Linked DNA regions of Sus scrofa: all the other regions are linked to region 1. The links are chromatin contacts, called in public Hi-C and HiChIP or PLAC-seq maps. All regions are on one chromosome and are shown on one strand. Each heading gives the region's core, a stretch centred on a gene start, on an enhancer-like site or on the middle of the called end of the contact. The rest is flanking DNA. Distances are from core to core; before and after follow the strand shown. Region 1 has its middle 42 kb from the start of ADIPOR2. Region 2 overlaps ERC1 (ELKS/Rab6-interacting/CAST family member 1). Region 3 overlaps CACNA1C (voltage-dependent L-type calcium channel subunit alpha-1C).

Region 1 (4,278 bases), core at 1,197-3,696:
CAATCCTGTACCCCACCTCCCCTCCCCAGAGCTGAGCACTGTCAAGAATTTGCTAATCCTTTCAGTAATTTTGTTACTTTCACATACATACATATGTATATCTGTGAAAAACACACAGTATCATTTTGTGTGATTTTTTGCTTTCTAGGGCCACTCCCAAGGCATGTGGAAGTTCCAAGGCTAGGGGTCAAATAGGAGCTACAGCTGCCAGCCTACACCACAGCCACAGCAACATGGGATCCAAGCCACATCTTCGACCTACACCCCAGCTCATGGCAACACCAGATCCTTAACCCACTGAGCAAGGCCAGGGATCGAACCCGCAACCTCATGGTTCCTAGTCAGATTCGTTAACCACTGAACCACGACGGGAACTCTCCTGTGCATCTTTAGTAGGGCTTTAAAGTGTGATACTGGGAGTTCCCACTGTGGCACAGCAGAAACTAATCTGGCTAGTATCCATGAGGATGTGGGTTCAATCCCTGGCCTCTCTCTGTGGGTCAGGATCTGGAGTTGCCATGAGCTGTGGTATAGGACAGATGCGGCTCAGATCCCGTGTTGCTGTGGCTGTGGTGTAGGCCAGCAACTGTAGCTCTGATTCCACCCCTAGCCTGGGAATGTCCATATGCCAAGGGTGCGGCCCCCCAAAAAAAGTGATGATACTCATCGCTTTTGCTTCTTTCTCTTTCTCTCCTATCTTCCAGTTTCCTCTAAATGCCAGAATTAATCTGCTATCATTGTAACCCCAATTATACCTCATGTTTCTGGGTTTAGGGTCAGATCAACAGCTGGAGGTCACTCAGAGTTAATCCAGGTGAACCATGGAGGTTCAGCACAACCAAACGTTCTGGGTGGCCTGGAATTCACTTTGCCCTGGTGTGTATTTATAGGCTGTCCTAAAATTGCACCAAGTACTGGCACTACTGTTGTGACCTCTTACAACCTTGGGGTGCCCAGCACAACCTGGGCTGCTGAGACCACTTGGGCCCTGGTCTGACCTAACCCTAAGGCCATTGCAGGGGGTGCTGGCACAGGGGAGCTAGGGCCGTGGTGACTTTTCACTTCTTTCTCATTCTTTTTAGCTCCTTAAAATACTCCCATGGGAGTTAGGCTTCTCACAGTAAAAGGGAAAGAGAAGAAACAAAAATGAAGTGAACTTGATGCCATATGGAGTATTTGAAAGTTGCTAAGAGAGTAGATCCTAGGAGTTTTCTGGTGGCTCGGTGAGTTAAGGATCCAGCATTGTCACTGCTGTGGCTTGAGTTGATGCTGTGGTGCAGTGATCCCCAGCCTGAGGACTTCCACATGCTGTGGGGCCTGGCCAAAAAGAGAGAGAGAGTAGGTTCTAAGTGTTCCCTTCACAAGGAGGAAAATCTTTTAAATCTCTATAGGGTGATGGATTTAACTAAACTCACTGTGGTCATCATCTCACAATATGTGCGAGACAGGTCGCCATGCCGTTGCCCTAAAACTTACAGAGCACTGTGTGTCAATTACATTTCAAAAATGAAAAAGAGAGAAAGAAAGAAAGAAAGAAAGAAAGAAAGAAAGAACCCACTTCTTTACATGAAAAAATACAAAAAACAAAACAAAACAAAAAAAACACCTCAGTGTTCAGATTTCCAAACAATTTCCTTGCCCCTCTTTTGTTAAAAGATAAGCAGAAACAGTAGGTGTTCTGAGAGAGAAGATTTTTCTTAGCCTTTCTGGCCTGGACAGTGTCTGAAGTTGTGTACAGTGAACTTTGCAGAGGACACAGTTTCCCAAGATTGTTTAGCTCAGAGTGAAGGACATGGCACATGGGCAGGACATGTGACTGTCACGCAGGGCAGGTTCTTCGGACCAGTCACCCTGCATGCTCATATTTTGAGCAAACACTGGGACTTGGGTTTCTAAGCACAGCCAGCTTTGTAGGGGTGACACCCCAGTCACCTCCCTCTTCCAGCCGAGAGTCACCAGAACACAATGTCCCCATCTTATGAATGGGCATTGTTCTCAGAAAGAATTCCTAAATACTTTGTTTAGAACTGGAAGGCATTTTCCCAGATAAACTAGAGTATGCGTAATCCATACTATTCAGGGCAGCCCAAAAGGACCAACAGAAACCCCACCCTGAGTAGAGACCTGCCTCTCAGGAAACACCTTCCAGTTTGCAAGCTGAGGTCCTGGGACCCTTCCCTACCACCGCAGCCCCTCTGTGAGCAGGGCCACCAGCACGTCCCGGCACCAGGCTGGGCTGAGCCAAGGGAGGAAGGTGTTCTCTGCTGTGGCCTTGGGCCCCCCTGAGGACACAGTCCCGCCCTCCTGGTACAGACTGGTGGCCTTACTGCTTTGAGGCTTTGCGGACACAAGGGGATCCAGCAGTCAAGACAGACTGGAGGGCAGGAAAGCTGACATTCCGGTCCTGGGAGCTGGGGCGACATCTACAGAAGAGACACACTCTGGCCCTGGGGCTGATGTCCAAGGCCAGGGTCCCATTCATGGACCCAGGAGATGGGTGACCTCCTCTCCCCACCCTCATTCTCCCACCAGCTGAATTCTTGTCTTCTGAACTCAGATCCTGTGTGTTCACAGAGGGACAAGCAGTCAGCAACCTGTCCCCTTCCCTCAGGCCTCTCCCTGGTGACTGAAGGGAAGGGTGCTTTTTATTTTCTTGGCTGCACCCAAAGCATGCGGAAGTTTCCAGGGCAGGGATCACACCCACGCCACAGCAGTAACAATACCGGGTCCTTTAACCACTAGGCCACCAGGGAACTCCCTCCATTTTTTCTTTTCTTTCTTTTTTTGTTTTTTGGCCACAGGTACAGCAACACCGGATCCAAGCCAAGTCTGCAACCTACTCCACAGCTCATGGCAATGCTGGGTCCTTAACCCACTGATCAAAGGCAGGGATCGAACCCGCATCCTCATGGATACTAGTCAGGTTCATTTCCGCTAGGCCACAAAAGGGACTCCTCTTTTACTTTCTATGCAGTGGGTTAAGGCTGGGCAGGCAACCTCCCAACCCATCTCCTGGCTCCCACCCCTACAACCTTCCCTGGGTTACCTCAGTTCAGGCCTCTCCCTCCTCCTGCCACCCCCCACCCTCCAGGGGCCACGGTCCTGCCTGGCCCGAGGGCTTAACTCCTTATGCTGTGTTAGTTACATTGCCAGAACAAATTAAAATTTTCAGATAATCAAAAACAAAACAAACAAGCAAAAGGAACCCAACCGTTTTATGTAAAATGAACCCACCATGGGGCCTCTCTCTGTAATTCACACAGGCTGAGAATTACGGAGCTAGTTCTGCCATCCCGGCCTCACAGCGCCCGACTCAAGGCTTCCCCATCCCCTCTCTGTTTCAACATGTACACCAGATGCCCTTTCTTCACTCTGTGCAAATCTGTGTCCTTGGCTCTGCACGCCTTGATCTCTCACCTTAGATTCAGGACGGCCAAGTTCCTTCAGCTGTATGCCCCTATCAGAAGTTTCCTGACTCACCCTTCTTGTTCAAATTCACAGTGGCAAGATGGGGGAAGATTACTGTACACACCTGAGGCTCACAAGGAAACACACACCTCTGTTGCAGGTGACTACATCCTGTGATTACCCAGACATCCGCTGAGGAACCAGAAGGAGCTTGGAGTCGGTCAGCGTCAATTAGCAGCTGTGTGAGTCAGAGGATGTTACTCGACCTCTCTGAATCTTGTTTTCCCACCTGTAACTTGTGGATGGTAATGCCTACCTTGCAGAGGTACTGAGAGAATTATATACAATACATGCAAAGCAGCTGGTACAGTAAGGCCTCCACATGGTAGCTAGAGTTATTCCCACCTCGGCAGTGATGACCTTCAAACATGCAGAGAATTCGGCTACTTAAGAGCAAGGGCTAACCCATGCCACTTCCCGGCCTGAGCTCCACTGTTGTCACCCACATCTGGCATGCTGGCCAGACTAGGCACTCCCCTCATCTTTATTCCACACTCAACCTTTAAAAAAATAAGTAAAACAGGAGTTTCCGTGTGGCTCAATAGGTTGGGGATCAGGCACAGGTGGGTGCTGTGGCAAGGGTTCAATCCCTGGCCCAGGATTTCCTCAGGCTGCTGGTGGGGCCAAAAAAATTAAAACAACACTGAGGCTGATCTAATTCTTCCCAAATTGGTCCAGAGGAAAAATCTGAAGCTCCACTGGGCTGCCTGCAAGGACCATATACCCTTTTTTTTCTTTTTTTTCTCTTTTTAGGGCCACACCTGCAGCATATGGAGGAATCAAATTGGAGCTGTAACTGCCGGCCTACAC
Region 2 (4,278 bases), core at 939-3,438, 480 kb after region 1:
AAGGCAGCACCTATCATGGGCTCTACACTCAACAACAGCTCTCTATTTTAAGCTTCATGGGTATTCCTCAAGCACAAACTGGGTAATAAAAATCTACATAAATTTTTCTAGAGAATGGTTTAATATGCATTGCCTGGCAATACTCTTAATCTTTAAAACTGAGATCTCTTTCAGAATTTTACAATGCTAATAGTTAAACAATAGTAACACAGATTCCTACTGTCAAGGAATTCTTGATGATTTGCTTGCTTTCTCAGGACAACAAATTATAATATTCAAGCACTGCTCACAAGATTTTTTTTTTTTTTTTTTTGGTCTTTTATCTTTTTAGGGCCATGCCCAGCAGCATATTTAGGTTCCCAGGCTAGGGATCTAATCAGAGCTGTTGCTGCCAGACTACAACAAAGCCACAGCAACACCAGATCCAAGCCATGTCTTCGACCTACACCACAGCTCACTGCAACGCTGGATCCTTAACCCACTGAGCAAGGCCAGGGATCAAACCCACAACCTCATGGTTCCTAGGCAGATCTGTTTCTGCTGAACCACAATGGGAACTCCTTTTAAGATTTTTTTTTTTAACAAGATAATTTTTAAAGTATGCAGTGATTCTTGAAGAACTGAAGTCCTGCTTCATTTAGGGTTATGGATATTAAATGGCTCTCAGAGAGCAAACAAAATTAAAAATGGCAATTACAATAAAAAATTGACCAATATGTCCTTTTTTAATTTCTTCATAGTAAAAACTGGGTAAATGACCAAAGAGAAATCCTTACCATGAAACATTCAATTAGCAGACATTTCCTGGTTAGCCAATTGTAACTATTGGCTAAGATAACCCACCCAAGGAACCCCTCTAAGCACAGAAATATATCCATACCATAATCAACAATCAACAAACAGCAACAAGAAAACACTGGATCTTTTGACCTTTTTCAGCTTGCTCTCTACTATGTTATGATGTTTCTACTATGGGTTACTGTATATTTTTAAAAGTCTACTATCCTCATATCCATCTTACCCTAAAAAATAAGATACAGTGTAAAAAGAACAATCCAGGAGAAAATGTATGAGTTCTTTACACAGATCCTCTAAATCACTGAGACACTTTAAGGTTAATGTTGATTCAGAAGTCCAAAAATTCAAGAAAGCAAACTTACCACCTTATAAAGTTTTTACATTGCTTTCAGCTTTATTTTTCAGTTAGAGCAGTTCACCAGAAAAATATAATGGTACAAAGGAGGTGCTCAATATTTGTTAAATCAACAATATATTAAATAGTAAACACTGAAAGTAGTGTTTAAATGGAGAAACACTTTCACAGCTTGTGAGAGAGAGTGGCATCTCTACACACAGTTAATATCTGAGACTGCACAACCAAAACTGTTAACAACAGATCTTAAAGCAGGAATTTTTCACTCAGTGCACATGGATAAACCCATTCCAAAACTTTGAAGAAGTACCTTTCCAGCTTTCTAGAACAGTGAAGTTTTCTATTATTTAATATTGTTTAGGCTGAATTTCAGCTTATTAGATTTATTATTTACTACTACTAAAGAAATAGTATAATTTCCTTAACTGTGGCCAAGAAGCAAAAGCCTTAATGTCAAAGACCACAATGTTTTATTATAACACTGAACAGATAAGAGGTTAAAGAATAAACTAGCAAGTATCCATGAGGATTCGGGTTTGATCCCTGGCCTCACTCAGTGGGTTAAGGATTCAGCGTTGCTGTGGTGTAGGTCGCAGACACAGCTCGGATCCCATGTTGCTGTGGCTGTGGTGTAGGCCAGCAGCTTCAGCACTGATTTGACCCCTGGCCTAGGAAATTTCTTATGCCTTGGGTGTGGTCCTAAAAAAGAAAAGAAGAATAAACTAGTTGAAACCCTTAGTGGCAACCTCTGACCAGAGTCAGAAAATCCCAGTAAGGCCTTTAGACTGGTAGTCCCTTCTGCCTGGAACATTTTCCCCTAGAGTCATATCATTCAGGTCTCTCTTTCTCAAAGAAGCTTAAGGCACTTCTGCTGCACACTGTAACATAATGCCTGCGTCAATGAGCAGCATTTTAATTTAAAAGACTAAACTCAGAACCAATGATTATTCAGACTCAGGTATATGGCTAAATTCTCAAGAATTAATAAAAGAGCATCTGCCTTGTGGCACAGCAGGTTAAGGATCTGGCATTGTCACAACAGCAGCTTGAGTCACTGCTATGGCATGAACTGGATCCCTGGTCTGGGAACTTCCACATGCCACGGATGTGCAAAAAAAAAAAAAAAAAAAAAATTTTATGAAACAAACCTATCAACTCAGAGACAATAACTGGCACTATTTCTTGCCAATGAGAAAATCTGATGTTTCAAACAAAACTCAGAATTTTGGAAAACTTGTATCTCCTGCCTGGTGAACCTGACAGTTTACTAATACTTATTAGACTTTTCTGATGAGATAGGAAATGATATTAATGAATATTTTTTAATCTGTCTAATGCAATGTGTCAACATCTAGAAGACTTGCATAACTCAAAGAACTGATAGTTTCCAAATGACCAATGTTTTGCAATGTTACAAAAGCAGAAGGCATATGTATTATTACCATATATCCTCTACTTTTAAAGATCTATTCAAAGTGCAAGACAGGAGTTCCTATGTGACTGAGTGGGTTAAAAATCCAGCATTGTCACTGCAGTGGCTCAAGTCACTGCTGTTGCACAAGTTCAATTCCTGGGCCCAGGAACTTCCACATGCTATGGGGGCAGGCAACACCGGATCTTTAACCCACTGATCGAGGCCAGGGACCAAACCCACATTCTCATGGACACTATGTTGGGTCATAACATTTTAATACAAAGTTAATCATTTCTTTGCTGAAGGCACATTTCCACATTATTTCCCTTCTTGACAAATTTACTCCAAATTCATCATGCAGATATACTTGACTTCAATGAACTTGTTAACTAAAAATAAAGGACATCTACTAGCAGAACTTCATCCATCACAGGAATACAAACACTAACCTTTCTAGATGAATGCTGACTTTCAATAATCAAGAGAATCACTTGAGTTATCTATCTTCAGAGAAAAATACAACAAAGGCAGAAGACCAAAACAAAAACAGCTGGGTGAGAAAACACATATAAAACATGTACCATTTAATGGCTTTTCCCTCTCTTGCCATTCCTTACTCCCGTAAGCAGAGATATGTAGCTAGTGATACTGAATTAACTAGATCAGTAAAGCTTCCAATGTCAAAAAGCATACATGTAATAACATCCGTGTGCATGTACCTAAGGTCACAGGCATTAGTCTCTGATTTCCAAATGCTTATGAAAAACTTCTCAAATTAAAACTAAATTCATCGCTTCCTAGCCTAAATCTAGTTTCACTTCTAATCTCTATCCATTTATCATCAACGGCAAAAACATTTCCTCAATCACAATACCATGGTTCTTGCCGTCATAGTCTATTATCTAAATACTTCTTTGAAAAGGTCTCATGGATGTGCACCTTCTTCTCCATTCCTAGTACCTAAATGAATCCAGGCTTTCTACAACAAACTCATCTGTTTTCCCTGCCTGCCTTCCAGCAATCCTCTCTGCTGAGGAGCAGTAAAACCTGCTCCTAAACAATTTTTTTGGTTGTCATTCTTTCCCTTGTTCAAGAACTCCCTAGGGCCACTTTCTGTTAGCTTTCCTCAAATTCTTCTTTGAATAAGTCAGATTAAGAATGAAAAAAGTGATACACTTTTAAAGGCTGAATTAAATTATACCTCGATAAAGCTATCTATCATAAAGGGAAAGAGGCAGGGAGTGATAAAATAGGGTGGGAGGACAGGTAATTCTCAAATGGTTCCCCATGAAGTGCTGCTTTACTCCAAATCACTTGGGGGATTCTGCAGAGCTGAAAGACCTGAAGCACCTACAGAGGCTGCCAGAAGCAATTTGGCCTCCTAGGAGCCAGTTCTAGCCATGGTCAAGCCTATACCATGAAACTGACTCTTTCATCAAACAGAGCTTTGTTAGAAAATACATTCCTCCATGGAGCCAGAATCTAAACCTTCATGTTTGTACTCATTTTTGCAGTACTGGCCTTCTAAAAAAAATACCAAAAAAGAAAGAAAGGCAAAAAAACTTCCTTCTTCATGGTGGCCTACTGAAAACACAGAGTACATCTAAAACGTCACAAGTCTTTTCTTTAGAATTCCCCCAACCACTTGTTATAAAGCACGGTTTCCAATGTTTTACACTATTCTGGGCAAACTGAGTGCCCATATTAATTG
Region 3 (4,278 bases), core at 1,124-3,623, 340 kb before region 1:
TTACTCATGGTCCACGGCTGCACACGAGAAGGCGGGTACCAGTCCCCTCCTCCCCAGGGAAGGGATGTGAGATGGGGGAGGACACTTCAGCCCAGGGCTACCTCCCCGCCCAGAGGGAAAGCAGAGCTACAGCGTAGGGTCTGCACATCCCCAGAGATCACAGACCCCAGTCCCTCCTGGCTGGGGCCCCCGCCACTTCTCCCCAACCTCCGTCCAGGGGCCTCCAGCCACAGAAGGACCAGCGCTGTGTGCTTTCCCCTGAGAGGAACAGGAGGAGCCAGATTCAGAGACAAGAAAGAGAAGGGTGGGTGCCGGGACTCAGTGTTTACTGGGGACAGAGTCTCAATCTGGGGAGACGACCGAGTCCTGGAGGTGTTGCTGCTGTCGGCTGCACAACAATGTGAATGGACTTAATGCCTCGGAGCTGTGCGGACACTTCCAGATGGTTCGAATGGTCAATTTTATGTTAGGTACATTTCACCGCCATTTTTTTAAAAGAGGAGACACCATCCTAAAATGGAGAGTTATGCAAGCAGAATACTTGCCTCCGATGAGCTGAGCGCTATCTTTCATTCCTCTCAGGAGGAAGGGCCAGATCCTCAGGCAAACGGCAAGAGGCAGTTTGAGGATGAAACGGCGAGCCAAGTGCTCCGTTGACTCACTGGACACGAAAACTCACGATTAAAGTTAGACCAGAGGGAGGCTGTCTCTGGCCTTCCCTCTGCCGTCTGTGCCACGCTGACCGGGAAGGGCAGCTGGACCCTAAGCTGGTTCTTCTGGAATTAACTCCAGCACCTTCTTCTCCCGCCTCCCAGTCTGACTGTGTCTGTCACTTCCCAGCACTGTGAGAATCCGGCTGGACGACAGCCCTCGTGTCACCGAGCACAAAGGGCTGTGGGACCAGCGTCTGGAGCTGGGGGCGGGGGTGGGGGGATCCCACCCTTTCTCCAGGCACTGTCCTCCACGTGAAACAGCTCCCTGTTCTAGTAACCTTTCTTCTTCGTGTCGCTTGGTCTTGGCCTTCTTATCCAACTGCTATCTTTTATTTTTTTTAGAATCAATGTTCCCAACAAGCAAGGAATAGCCTGAATTATAAATCCAGCTGCAGGGACAGAGACCAAAATAACTGTGCTCTCTTGGGAGTGGCTGACCAGCTCCCCGGAGGGGGCCAGGCTGGTGGGGGAGCTGACACCAGCGCCCCTCACTGTAGCCCTGCCGTCCCTCGGGCCATGCTTTGTTCTCTTCTTCAGGAGGGCGTTCACAGCAGCAGGAGGCAGGGAGGGGGGTGCCAGCATCCTGTTCGCCAGAACCCAGCCCCAACCTCACCTCCCAAGAAAGACACTGTCCTGCAGGCTCCAGGGATGGACAACAGGGAGAAAGGATGTTGCATGACAGGGTCTTTTCTGTCACTGGTGACATCTGGCCCTCGTTTGTCTGAACCACCCCCCACCCCCGACATGCATGCATGGTCCACGGAAGGTGGGCTGTGGGCCTGGGAGCGCAGCTTGGGCGTCACCAGGGGCAGGATGTCACCGTGGGAACAGGAGGTGGGGATTCCTCGCTCTGCTCCATCCCCGGGGGTGGAGGTGGGTCAAGTCCTGTTGGTCAGTCAGTTACTGAACACTTGCTCTCCCAAGCAGTGGCTCCTCTAAAGACCAAGGCGGAGACCCGGTCCTGCTCTTATGCTCCCGCCAGAACCCAACTCAACCTGCAGGATCCCGGCAGCCGAACGCAGGACTGAGGGCCGGCCCCCCCAGCAGCACAGGAAACCCCTGCTGATAGGAGGTGCCAGCCCCTTATCTTCTGCCCACCCTCCTGCCTGGTCCTGGTCCCTGCCCCTGCCATGTGCTCTCTGTGCCCGAGACCCCATCCCCGGTTGACCCAGCCTGGGTCCTTAGACAGCCTCCTGCCGACAGTCTCGTCTTGACTTGGAAAGGTGCTCTGGTGCCCTCAGGGTCCTGAGCCACTGGCTGTGCCCACATCTCCTCCTCCCAGGCCCCAGCCTGGACCCTGCACCTGCCCAGCGGAATGTGCCGCCCAAGTCCAGGCCCCGCCAGCTGCCCTCGGCTGACACAAGCCTCTCCCCTGCGCTCAGGCTACCAACCCTTCCTGAAGAGGGCCAAGAAAGTTTCCAGTGCAGTGGATGGTTCATAAATAGGAAAATTAAGATACTGTTGAAAACCAGGAAAAGCAACAGCCTGCTCTCGCTACTAGAAGATTCCCACAGCTGGGCATCTCCTAGGCTCCTGTTTTCCAAAAGCCATCAGTAGAGAAAATTCTTGCACTCGAAACGTGACATAGGTCCTGGCTTTTCAAGTGAGTCCAGGAGGAAGGGCCACGGTGTTCCCGTGCTGTTTGCCCTGCCTTTCTCCTTCCCCTGGCTTGGAGCCTGGAACGGACGCACATCGGCCCAGCAGGCTTCTGAGCATGAGCGTTTGTCTGAGTGTTTCTGAAGGGTTACAAGCACAAAGCACACAATCCCAAAACGGGTCAGAGCCGCCCTTTCTTCCTCACCTCAGACATTCAAACGTCCCTTGTCAGCTCTCAGGCCCTGCAGACTCATCAGTTTCTGCGTTAATTCCACAGAAGCCCCACATGTCATCTGGCAAGGTTTCTGCCACCGCCCGGGTGGCCGCCAAGACCACATCTTCCCATATGCATAGCATCATTTCCCAAGGGACCCCGGGAAAAATCAAGTCCTCTGTGGCACGTCCACTGGAAAGGCCAAGAACATTTTTCAGAGCCGGCCAGAGGGGATGACAAGCAGTAAGGCCCATGGACACAGCCTGCCCGGAGGCAGCTTCAAGTCACACACGGGCTGCAGCCATCTCGCCCCTGGTCTCAGACCCAGACCACCCTGCCCCTGGCTCCTTGGTAACATACCTGGGCTGGGCATGGTGGCAAATGTTTTGCGGGCTGGAAAAGAATAAGCAGAGTCACATGGAACGTGGTTCCCCATGACCTGGGCCAGGTCACCTTCCCCTACACCTGCTCTCCCGTTTGCAGACTAGAGCTGGAAACAGCAGAGTCCCTGGCACAGACACCTGCTGCAGAACTACAACCACGCAGCCATTATCAGTCTGACCAAGGAAGGTGGGACTCAGACCCCCTGACAGGATGTGTTCCCAAAAATCAGGGCCCCAGCCTTGCCATAGAGATCTGGCTAAATATGAAACGTGAATGGTGGGGTTAACACACGGGTCTGTGAGTGGCAGCTAGAAGACAAGATCCAAGGCCCCTGGCCTGTGAGTGAGATCAATATCTCCGTGGCAGGTCCTTTCAACACAGTATTTTAATACGAAGGCAGAGCTGACAGCTCCAGACAGACTGTCACGCAGGAGGGAGTTCACTTCACGAGAGATTTATCAGATTTCTGGGGTTGCGGGGATGATGGCTCTGCTGCGCTGTGATCTGTTTAGGCTGTTTTCCTCCTCCGTCCCTACTCGGAGGGCACTTCAGAGATTTCTTTATGACTTTCTCATGTGAATTCCTTCAGAAAGTTCTGAAAGCTTTGACCGTTTTTCTATAAGTGCAAGTGTGTATGTGTGCAGGTGAACACAGAAGCAACAAAGAAGCTTTAGAAGTTGCCCCCATGGACCGCCCTCCCACCCCCGCATCTTCCTAAACGGTCCCAGATGCGCTGAGGGCACATTGCTTCCCACGGGGACCTGGGAGACCGACACGGGTGATCCTAGCACCCAGAAAGGAAAGCAGGGAAACCCACGTGCTTGGGGTGAAGTTCCCAAAATGGTTCATCTGGGGGAGAACTGCTGCCTATTCAGTTCCCCAGAGAGGTTCCTGAGAAGGCCTCCCTTCATGTCCCAAGTCACCTCACCTCTCCTCGCCTTCTGATCTGGAAGCTGCCTTGCACTTTTCTCTGCACCGCCTCTCCTCCTGTCTGCTCCTGACAACAAGCCACTGGAAAGCACCGGACTCGCCCCAAAGGGGTCGGCCCCGGGAAGGACTAACGGATCGTAACTCAGGTGAAGCCCCAACACCACTAAAGCGGAGCGCTGGCTGTGCTGTATTTGGCGTTTCTCACTCCAAGCTTGCCCGAGGAGGCTGGTGGTAACCCCCTCGTCCTGTTAACGTCACGCACACCTGCCTGGAAGGAGCCAGGCAGCCGGCACCTGCACCCCACCCCCGGCAGCCCCAGCTTCCTCTCTGCTCAGCCCCCTTCTCATAACTTAGCCTCTGTGACCCGAGTCCTCTGGGGCTCCTGAAACACACCCCAAGGGGGTTGCAGTGTCTCTGTGCCCTGGGCTCATTCTCCAGATG

Evidence for each region. Hi-C and Micro-C count contacts between places; a contact is called where the count stands out from the background. HiChIP or PLAC-seq counts read pairs in DNA pulled down with a chosen protein or histone mark.
Region 2: a contact with region 1 is called in an H3K27ac HiChIP or PLAC-seq map of alveolar macrophages. The contact joins two enhancer-like sites. A contact is called at or near these places in 1 of 47 Hi-C or Micro-C datasets (heart right ventricle) and 1 of 2 datasets of contacts at active chromatin or transcription factors (alveolar macrophages).
Region 3: a Hi-C map of liver shows a contact between it and region 1, with 3 times the contacts expected there. The contact joins two enhancer-like sites.

The regions. Positions count from the first base shown.
Region 1 is chr5:68,738,364-68,742,641 of Sscrofa11.1, reverse strand. No RefSeq gene overlaps it. Among named protein-coding and RNA genes, the nearest start is that of ADIPOR2, 42 kb to the left of the region's middle. Within about 2 kb of position 2,446, at least 21 of the 83 cell types and tissues checked have an H3K27ac peak or open chromatin away from gene starts, as enhancers often do. A contact at or near this core is called in alveolar macrophages and liver, where this site is marked.
Region 2 is chr5:68,256,866-68,261,143 of Sscrofa11.1, reverse strand. The region is part of intron 2 of ERC1 (ELKS/Rab6-interacting/CAST family member 1); the gene reads right to left. Among named protein-coding and RNA genes, the nearest start is that of ERC1, 35 kb to the right of the region's middle. Within about 2 kb of position 2,188, at least 3 of the 83 cell types and tissues checked have an H3K27ac peak or open chromatin away from gene starts, as enhancers often do. A contact at or near this core is called in alveolar macrophages, where this site is marked.
Region 3 is chr5:69,081,121-69,085,398 of Sscrofa11.1, reverse strand. The region is part of intron 4 of CACNA1C (voltage-dependent L-type calcium channel subunit alpha-1C); the gene reads right to left. Among named protein-coding and RNA genes, the nearest start is that of CACNA1C, 66 kb to the right of the region's middle. Within about 2 kb of position 2,373, at least 11 of the 83 cell types and tissues checked have an H3K27ac peak or open chromatin away from gene starts, as enhancers often do. A contact at or near this core is called in liver, where this site is marked.